Linked DNA regions of Macaca mulatta: region 2 is linked to region 1. A link is a contact called in public Hi-C data. All regions are on one chromosome and are shown on one strand. Each heading gives the region's core, a stretch centred on a gene start, on an enhancer-like site or on the middle of the called end of the contact. The rest is flanking DNA. Distances are from core to core; before and after follow the strand shown.

What was found. A called contact is a pair of places that touch in the nucleus more often than the background predicts.
Region 2: a Hi-C map of fetal cortex germinal zone shows a contact between it and region 1, with 2.3 times the contacts expected there. The contact joins the promoter of MEX3A here to the promoter of PMF1 in region 1. A contact is called at or near these places in 5 of 14 Hi-C or Micro-C datasets (CD4 T cells, cortical neurons, fetal cortex germinal zone and 2 more).

Annotation. Positions count from the first base shown.
Region 1 is chr1:110,720,311-110,725,086 of T2T-MMU8v2.0, reverse strand. PMF1 (polyamine modulated factor 1) reads left to right here and starts at 2,386. Exons shown (of 3, transcript XM_077944989.1): 1 at 2,386-2,567. The coding sequence starts at 2,407. It overlaps SLC25A44 (solute carrier family 25 member 44), which reads left to right. Exons shown (of 4, transcript NM_001260572.2): 4 at 1-2,186.
Region 2 is chr1:110,851,565-110,856,340 of T2T-MMU8v2.0, reverse strand. MEX3A (mex-3 RNA binding family member A) reads right to left here and starts at 2,727. Exons shown (of 2, transcript XM_015111858.3): 1 at 1,807-2,727. The coding sequence starts at 2,260. It also overlaps a transcript of LMNA not described here.

The DNA of each region.
Region 1 (4,776 bases), core at 1,137-3,636:
AACTGCTCTTGCTGAAGAGGCTCCACGCCTGGATCCCTTGCCCCCACTATTTAAAATTCTCTTCTGAGCTGGGCTCCCTCACTCAGTCCCTGTATTCCATACTGGCCTAAAGGCCACCCCCAACCCTGCTAGCCCTTCTGGCTTCCCCCTCCGTCTGTGTCCCTGAGACCCTGAGAAGAGCTGTACATAGAGCTTGCTTACTACCACTGGTTCTTCCTCTTGGGCTTTCAGCCCAGATTCCAAGCAGCTGCTATCAGCCCTCTCTCCCTTCATCTCTTAGCCTTGCTTATTTTTATTTTGGGACCGAGCTGCCCACTAGATGACTCTGCTTTTCCCTGCACTTGGGGCTAAGGTGCCAGGCACTTATTTGCACAGGGAGCAGGAGCAGCAAAAAATCTCTGGTTCTCCAGAGCACTCGTCCTCTCTTTGGAGGGGTTATTAGGTTGGGGAGAAATGTTGATACTTTTATTTTGTGTGTGTGTGTGTGCGTGTGTGTATTAACATCTATGAACCAGGCTATTAGTCCTGCTAAAGCGCCAATCCTGCTGTCAGAGCTCACCCCCTTCCTAAGACAGGTAGAAAAATGTAATGTGACTTTTTCCTCAATTCTAGTTCCCTGTCCCTTCAGTCTCAGGAGCCCCAGGAGAGTCTAAGCTGGGGCATCCCCTGGCCCAGAGGACTCCCGTGGTGGGCACAGTTCTAAGTGGATCAGGCTGTCTTGGGTGCACTGGACTTGGAGCACTGCCTTGAGAAGTCAGGTTGAGAAAGTAGTTGATCTAGAAGGCAACAAGAGGGCATGTGTTCCCCAGCACATCTACCCAGGCCAGCAGAGCCAAACCTAGGAGAGGGCAGTGAGGAGATTCTCTGCCCCAGGCGGCCATAACATACACATAAATACCCCAATCACTCAGACTTATGGCAACAAGTGTTGTCTCACTATGGCGATCTCTAAGATCCACATCACTGGATGCGTAGTCATCCCAGTCATGTTACCCTGTGGAGGGATACTGGAAGAACATAAAGAGCAGTTCAGAAAGTCACCCAATACAAGGACCACTGCATTTACCAGCCTGATACTGCCAAAATTATCTGATGCTCTCAGGAGCTAGAAGAGGAGTGCTCCTTCTTCCCTGCCTCATCCTCCCTACTGCTACTCCCCCCGAGCCTGTGTTGCAGGTAGAGAGGTGCAGCAAATAGAGAAGGCATGTCAAACCCTGCATTTCTACCTGAGACGTTTGACCTGGATGATCCTCCAAACTCTATTGGTCCCACCCCCTGGGAAAGGCCATGGTGCCAATTTGAAAGGTGCTAGCTACCTGAAGCCTTGATATTTCTTCATGGCTGCTGCACATTCTTCCACCCTGGCCAGAACAGGTTGTGAAAACCATTCTCTACCTTCCCCACCACCACTGTCCATCTTGATCTCATTGAGGGTTTTTCCCTTTCACTTGATTTTATTTTTGTTAATCCCTTCCTGCACTTTGTCAAGAGAGTCCTCCAGTTTCTATCCAGGAATGTTCACATCCAAAGGGTTGGACCCACCAGTCATTCTGAATCTTCCTGCCCCTCCTCACCGCTTTACTCTGAGAACCACAAATATAATGGAAGCAGTGGGGCCCCCTCCCCCACCATGTCTTTAAGCTCATCCTAGCAAGACCTCTAGAGACCCTAGAGACTTCAGTCCTTCCCCACCATGGCACAGTGGGGAAAGTGTCACGGACGGGAGGTAGGATCCTGCCACTCGCGTCTTAGTGTTTCTCCCCCAAGACTTTCCTTCTGTTTTGTTGTCTTGTGCAGTATTTTACAGCCCCTCTTGTGTTTTATTCTTTGTTTCTCGTACACACACGCAGTTTTAAGGGTGATGTGTGTATAATTAAAGGGACCCTTGGCCCATACTTTCCTAATTCTTTAGGGACTGGGATTGGGTTTGACTGAAATATGTTTTGGTGGGGAATGGGACTGTGGACTTCCATTCTCCCTAAACTGGAGTTTTGGTCGGTAACCAAAGCTAAAAGAAACCTCTGGGAGACTGGCCAAGACGGGAAACCTGATTGGAGCATTGAGAATGAAAAGGCAGACTCTGAACGTTTGATGAAATGGACTCTTGTGAATATTAACAGTGAATATTCACTGTTGCACTGTACGAAGTCTCTGAAGTGTAATTAAAAGTTTTTATTGAGCTCCCGAGCTTTCGCTTGCGCATATTTTTCGGGTCGCGGACATCCCACCGCGCGAAGCCTCGCCTTTCTGCGACCCTCAGCCTCCGATGACTTTCCCGCCCCCGCCCTGCTCGGTGACAGACGTTCTACCGCTTCCAATCGGAGGCGCCCGTCGCGGGAGCGGCCAATCGGGAGCTCCGGCGGGCGGGGAGGCCGGGCCAGTTACATTTGGCGGTTCAACTTCAACATGGCCGAAGCAAGTAGCGCCAATCTAGGCGGCGGCTGTGAGGAAAAAAGGCATGAGAGGTCGTCTCCACAGTCTGTGCCACCCGGCACTACCATTTCGAGGGTGAAGCTCCTCGACACCATGGTGGACACTTTTCTTCAGAAGCTGGTCGCCGCCGGCAGGTAAAGCGGAGGGAGCCGCGGTGGGAGGGTTTGTCCGCACGGAAGCTCAAATCCCGCGAGATCAGGACGGCCGCAGGCCGGCGCGCGGTCACGTAGGCCCAGGGCGGGGGCGGGGGCGGGGGCGGGGGCGGGGGCGGGGCGGGGGCGGGGGCGGGGCAGTCGGACCAGGCGACCCAGTCAAATTCTGAGCCGAAGGACTCAGGGTATTCACGCACTGATAATCTGTAGCGGACCGGGATAGCTAGCTACTCCTTCCTCCAGGAAGCCCCGTTTTCACTAAAACTTCAGATGGCTGGGAGGAAAGATAGAGCTATTGCAAATTAGAGCAGAGTTTGTTTTTTTTTAATCTTTGAGATAGGGCCTTGCGCTGTCGCCCAGGCTGGAGTGCAGTGGCGTGATCACTGCAGTCTCGAACTCCTGGGCTCAAGCGATCTTCCCGCCACAGCTTCCCAAGTAGCCGGGACTACAGGCTCGGGCTACCGCGCCCGTCTACAGATCAGGGTTTAAGTCGCGGCCCACCACTATGTGAGCAAGACGTAAGCCCCCTGTCCCACTTCGGCTCCTTATCAGTCAAATGGCAACAATAGTACCTTTCTCATAGGGTCGTTTTGATATGAGTAAATACACCTAAGGCGCCTAGGACAAGACCTGCCACATAGAAATATTTGTTAGCTATTATGAGAATATCTTCTTCACTGGGAGATTGCCAGGACTAAATGTGTTAACATGAAAAGAAACATTTTTCCTGTCTCGACTTTTATTTTATTTATTTTTATTTTTATTTTTTGAGACGGAGTCTCGCCCTGTCGCCCAGCCTGGAGTGCAATGGTGCGATCTCGGCTCATTGCAACCTCCGCCTCCCGGGTTCAAATTATTCCCCTGCCTCAGCTTCCCAAGTAGCTGGGATTACAGGCGCCCACGACCACGCCCTGCCAAGTTTTTGTATCTTTACTGGTAGAGACAGAGTTTCACCATGTTGGCCAGGCTGGTCTCGAACTCCTGACCTTGTGATCCACCCGCCTTGGCCTCCCAAAGTACCAGGATTACAGGCGTGAGCCACTGCGCCCGGCCCTGACTTTTATACAGTGTATATGATTCAAGAGTTTTGCCCATGATCCCACCACCCCTGCACATCAGGGTTGAAACGCTCCTGGGAGTTCGGGGCCCTGACCACAGCCTCTCCTCCTCTAGCCCTCTCTGTCCCCACTTCTCTGGTCTTTGGCTTCATCAGGACTCTCATTTATTCCCAGTCCATTCCTCCTGGGTTCAGCACTTTACCTTTCCTACACATAATTAATGATCTCTCTTTTCACTCATGACTCATCAAATATTTGAGTGCCTTTTCTGTGTCAGGTGCTGGGGATACCATGAGGCAGACAAGGCCTCTTGTCTTTTTGGAGCTTGCATTCAATGGGTGGAGACACCAACAACATCATCGCATAGCCTGGTAAGATGATAAGGCCAGGCATAGTGACTCATGCCTGTAATCCCAGTGCTTTGGGAGGCTGAGGCAAGAGGATCATTTGACCCTGGAAGTTTGAGGCTTCAGTGAGTAATAATAGCCCCATTGCACTCCAGCCTAGGTGACATTGCAAGACCATGCCTCTAAAAAAGAAAAAAAAAAAGATGTGAACAGGTAATGATACCACTAGATAGTTTGGTTGGGACGCCCATTCTGAGAAGTGACATTTCAGCTGAATCTTGAAGGATGAGAAAGAACCAAATAATAATAATAATAATAATTATTATTATTATTGTTATTTTGAGGCAGCGTCTAGCTCTGTTGCCCAGGCTGGAGTGCAGTGGCTCCATCTCAGCTCACTGCAGCCTCCACCTCCCGGTTCAAGTGATTCTCCTCCCTCAGCCTCCCAGTGCCTGCTACCACGGCCAGCTAATTTTTGTATTTTTAGCAGACACAGGGTTTCACCATGTTGGCCAGGCTGGTCTCAAACTCCTGAGCTCAAGCGATCCACTCACGTCTGCCTCCCAAAGTGCTGGGATTACAGGCATGAGCCACCACACCTAGCCAGAACCACCTTTTTGAAGAATTACAGAAAGAGTGTATAGGCAAAGGGGACAGCCTGTGCAAAGTCCCTGAGGTGATCAGATATTCCAGGAACTGGCAGAGACCTCCTTGGCTACAGCGTAGTGATCAGAGTAAAATGAAATGAGGCTGGAGAGGCAGGTGACAGCTTTATCATGCAGGGCC
Region 2 (4,776 bases), core at 1,478-3,977, 130 kb before region 1:
AAGTTTTGGGTCCAAAAACTTAAATGAGAGCTAAGTATCTTTAGCAGTTGGGGTTGGGGTGAGGAGGACAGGCCAAGACATCCCAGTAAGAAGAAACGCTAGAGGCCTGGAGGTGCAAAACTGGTGGTGGGTCTTTTCCTGGGTTCTGCAACCTTGAAGAAGCATCTCTTGAAGGGAAGACCTACTGGGCTTCACCTTCCTAGAGGTCAAACAGAGGAGCACTAACACTGCAGCAGGAGGAGGGAGGTTAGACAAGAGGGAGGACTTCCATATACTTGACTGAGGGGCAGGCTTATCTTTTGTGAATAAAAAATCCCCTTACTTTTATGAGGGACAAGCCCATCTGATGCGGAGGCAGAAGAGGAAAGAATGACTCCATTAAATTCCGGGGCCTCCCAAGACCACCCCCACACCCAAGAAAAGGTAGCAATGTCCGTCCCCACCCAATTCCAGGGCTTTGGATCCCCAATTTCTGACAAGAGGAAATCCAACTTTCTAAATCAGAAATCTCAAGAGATGGAGTGCCCCAGGGAATGAGGGCTGTGTAGGGGAGTGGCATCTTCCCCTCCTCCATTCTGGATCTCTCGGTGAAATCCCCCTAACCCCCAGCACTCCCAGTGGATGAGGTGGGTTGTGGAGTAGGGGCCCCCCTGGCCCGCCTCTCCTTTTCCTCCGCCAGAAGCCGGCCTCCTCCCGCACTCCCAGCCGGAATGCAGCTCCTCTATTGTTCCCCACTGTGGGACAGCTCCTCCCCCACTCCTCCCCCACCCCATACCTCCCCAGCCCAGGCTCTTTGCAATTTCCAAATCCCGCCCCCCCCACTCTCCTTGGAGAAGCCAGGAGAGGGAAGGGTCCCCAAGATCCCGTCTGCTCAATTTGGACCTTCACCAACACCCCCACCCACCCACCCAGGGATGCTGGAGCAGCAGAGGGTGTGGTACCAGACATACTACGCTGGATTAATTCTGCACCCCCTCCCAACAGACCCAGACACACGCCCTCCACCAAATTTCCAGGTGAAGGTTTCTTGCCCCCCAGCATTCCCCCTCCTGCCCTGTCCTACTCTTTCACTACCAGAGACCCCTCTCTAGGCCTCTGGCCCAAGGCCGTGGCCAGCCCAGAACAAAAGCCAGAGAGGGAAGAGGAGAGGTCCAAGCCAGGACGTAGCACTTCCTTGGAGACACCCCTTCCAAAACCCCAGAGACAGTCCAACTTTGGTGTGTGGGTGACCACAGGACCCCCTCCTCTCAGCAGCCCCCCTCACCGCCTCTTCCCCAGGCTGGGACCCTCCCCTGGGCCACACCCCCTTCCATTCCTACACTCAGCCCAACAAAGAGACAGATACTCAGTCTGGCTTCGAGGGCCAGGTCTCCCCCAAAGTCTGTAACTCCAGGCGGCTGGGGGCCCCAGGGGTGCCCCCTCCCCAACGTAGGAGCAGATATCAGAGTACAGGCTTCTGAGTAACTCTTTGCACATTCCGTCAGTTTTTCTGGTTAGGAGTGGACACCCCCTCCGGACAGCCTCCCTGGATTGGGAGACCGATCCCCTCCCCTTTCCCTCTTCCAGTGCGAGGATATTTCTTTGTTTAAGGGCAGAGCTCTGGGGGAGGAAAGATCTGGAGAACCGTCCCGACTAGGGGTAGCTGGGAACTTTGTGGCACTTGGAAATCAGGGTAGGGGGCGGGTCTCTCTTTGTGGGGAAGGGACAGAGCCGGAGGCGGGCAAGAAGGGAAGAAATGAACTTTCCGCGCTAGGGACGGAGTGCCCCCACTACAGTCCCTCTCAGTGGTCCCGGCGCCCCGCTTACCTTGCCTGCCCACGATCTCGGCCACGTGCTCGGAGGTGGGCACCGGAACACACTCCGTGGTGTTGCTGCTGCCCTTCAGGCGCAGCTCGGCCTCTTTGTAGAGAGCGCAGAGCTTGGCGTCGCTCGCCCCTTTGGGGGCGGTGGGGGGCTGGGGCGTCTGCGCCGCGGGGGCCGCCGTCGGGGCGGCCGGGGGCGCCGCGGGCGGCGGCGGCGGGGCCGGCTGCGGGGGGGCGGCCGGCTGCGCGGGGGCGCCGCCCCCCCCACCTCCCCCGTCCTCGCCCGCCGTGGGGGCGGGGGGCTCCCCCAAACCCAGGAGGCAGAGTTGATCGAGAGCCAGCTGAAGGGCGCGCTCGTCTTCCAGCAGCCCTCGGTCCTTAGCGCTTCCCCCGAAACATCCTAGTTCTCCAAAGCCCCCATTTCTTTCCATTATTCCAGATACCACTAGACTAGGCATGGCGAAACAAAAGCTGGGGGAGAGAGAGAGGGAGAGAGAGAGAGAGAGGTGGTGGAAGGGAAAAGAGGAGAGAGGAGGGGAGGGGAGAGGAGAGGAGGGGGTGTGTGGGGAGGGGGGAACAAAGAACTGGGGAGGGGGGAAGAAAGCGAGATAGAAAGATAGACCCTCCCCCTAAGCCCCCCTCCCCAAACACCCTGTAACCCGACTCCCCTCGCCCCAGCCCCCGGGGTGGGGGTGGGGGGAAAGAGAAGCAAAACCAAGAAAGCAGATCTCCTCTCCTCTCCGGGGGTGACGGGGGGCGGGGGGCTGCAGGATCTCTGCCCCCACCCCTCCCGCCTCGGACCTGGGAGTCTCTAGCCCCCGCCGTCCAGGCGCCCCCGTTAGGCTCCCGCACCGAGCCCCAGTCCGGGAGCGGCGCTCAGTGGCCCCCAATAGAGCCCAGCCCCTTCCAGCGCTCAAACTCTTTTGTTTTAAATGAACTGGATGGAGCAGCATGGAACTGACGGGAGGGGGGCGCGCCGGGGGCGCCCGGGGCATGCCGGGAGTTGTAGTTTCCCGCCCTTGGGGGCGCGGGGACAAATTCCTTGACCCGAGGATAGTGCCCTTCGGTCTTTCCTCGCAGCTCCCGGGCAAGCTAGGGGTGGGATGGAAGTCGAGGTCCCTAATTTTGTAAGGGGAGGGTGAGGGGAGAAGGGGTAGTATGCGGAAACGGAGCGGCTTTGAAGCTGGCTAACGCCGCGCGCCCCCTCCCAGGACCCGCTCCTTCCCCGCGCCGGCCAGTCCTGGGGGCCCGCTTTTTTATGGAAATGAGGGGGGGGGGCGGGGAGCTGTCCCCGCTCGCTCACTGCGGCTTTCTCCCGCTCCCCTCTCCCCCCTCCCTGCCGCGCTCCCTCTCCGCTTCCCCCTCCCGCTCTCCCAGAGTCGATCCCGGAGCCCGGCCGCGGGGAAAGGTTCTCGGCCGAGAAGACAAAGCCCGCAGCAGCGATGGGGGGAGAGCTGGGCTCTGCGCATTGTGGGGGCCAGGAAGGGGTGCCAGGCTGGGGCTGCAACCCCCTGGCAAAGGATGGGGTCCCCTCATCCCTAAGCAGCAAGCCATCTCCCCTCGTCCGTCCCCCGCCCCCCCCAGTCTCGGAGATCTCAGAGGCACCGACTGGGAGGTGAGTTAGTTCACGTCCTTCTGCTCGGTGGAGGGGGTCGGGAGGGCGGTGGAGTGATGAGGTGCGGAGGTTGACAGAGTGGAGGGATAGAAGTGGGAGTCGGACGGAGAGTGGGGAGGCAGGAAAAGTCTTAAAGGCCTGGGGTGACTTAACCGTTTGGGGTGAGGGCCTTGAGCTTTGGGTGTGACAGAAGGAGGGAGGAGAGACCAGGATGGACTGGGAACCCAGACTTCCTTCAGGCCTGGGCTGTGAATACAGCTTGGGGTGATCTGTTCTTTAGCACTCATCGTAATTTCCACTCTGTTTCCTCCACCCCTCTCCCACTGAAAACCTATTCAGGGCCGGGCGCGGTGGCTCACGCCTGTAACCCCAGCACCTTGGGAGGCAGAGGCAGGTGGATCACCTGAGGTCAGGAGTTCGAGACCAACCTGACCAATAAGGTGAAACCCCGTCTCCACTAAAAATACAAAAACTAGACGAGCATGGTGGCAGGCGCCTGTAGTCCCAGCTACTCAGGAGGCTGAGACAGGAGAATTGGTTGAACCCGGGAGGCGGAGGTTGCAGTGAGCCTAGATCCTGCCACTGCATTCCAGTGAGACTCCGGCCTCCGCCTACACACACACACAGAACCATTCACTCCCGTTTGACTCCGGAAATTCGGTGAGAATGAAGTTTCTAAGGCTTGGAGAATTAGGCACTTTTAGAGTTTCAGGAAGGTGGAGTGTAATGCAATTTTTTCTTCTCCCTTTACCCCGTATCTTCTGCATTTATTTTATATCACCCTTTTTGTGTCTGGATCTTTCCCAAGGGAAGAAGGGATGGCACTGCAGCTTGAGGGCTCGAGGTCAGACTTTAAGAAGAACTTCCATAAAGAGTTTTATAACAGTGGGTGGGTGAGCCACAGTGGTAAGGTGTCCTTTTCTAGAGTGACTTGAAAAACAAAAATCTGAACTAGTTTGTAAGGTAAAGTCCTGCTGAGAGGCAAGGGAACAGATGAATTGACTTCACAGACTTAGCAATGTGGGGCCTTGAGGGCTGAGCTGTTTAGCCCAGTTCCCTAAACTGTTCCTTGGAAAGAGTGAGTTTGCACACTAATGGGAGTGCTGGAACCTGAGCTGAGGATCTCAGAAGGGGTGGGTTTGTGGGGGCGGGGGGAGCGGAGTTGGCACATTGCAGGGCTTTTTTTCCTTTGCTAGGCAGAAGATCCAGGGAAGGAGAACCTTGACTGAGGAACCCGGGAGGGCCCTGGAGTTGGGGAAGTTTGCCCCCTGGACTGGGGATTTAACATAAGATCAACAGTAAACCTTATTGTGGGATTTGATGCTACTTCCACCAAGCAAGAGTGAAAGAGGAAGAATT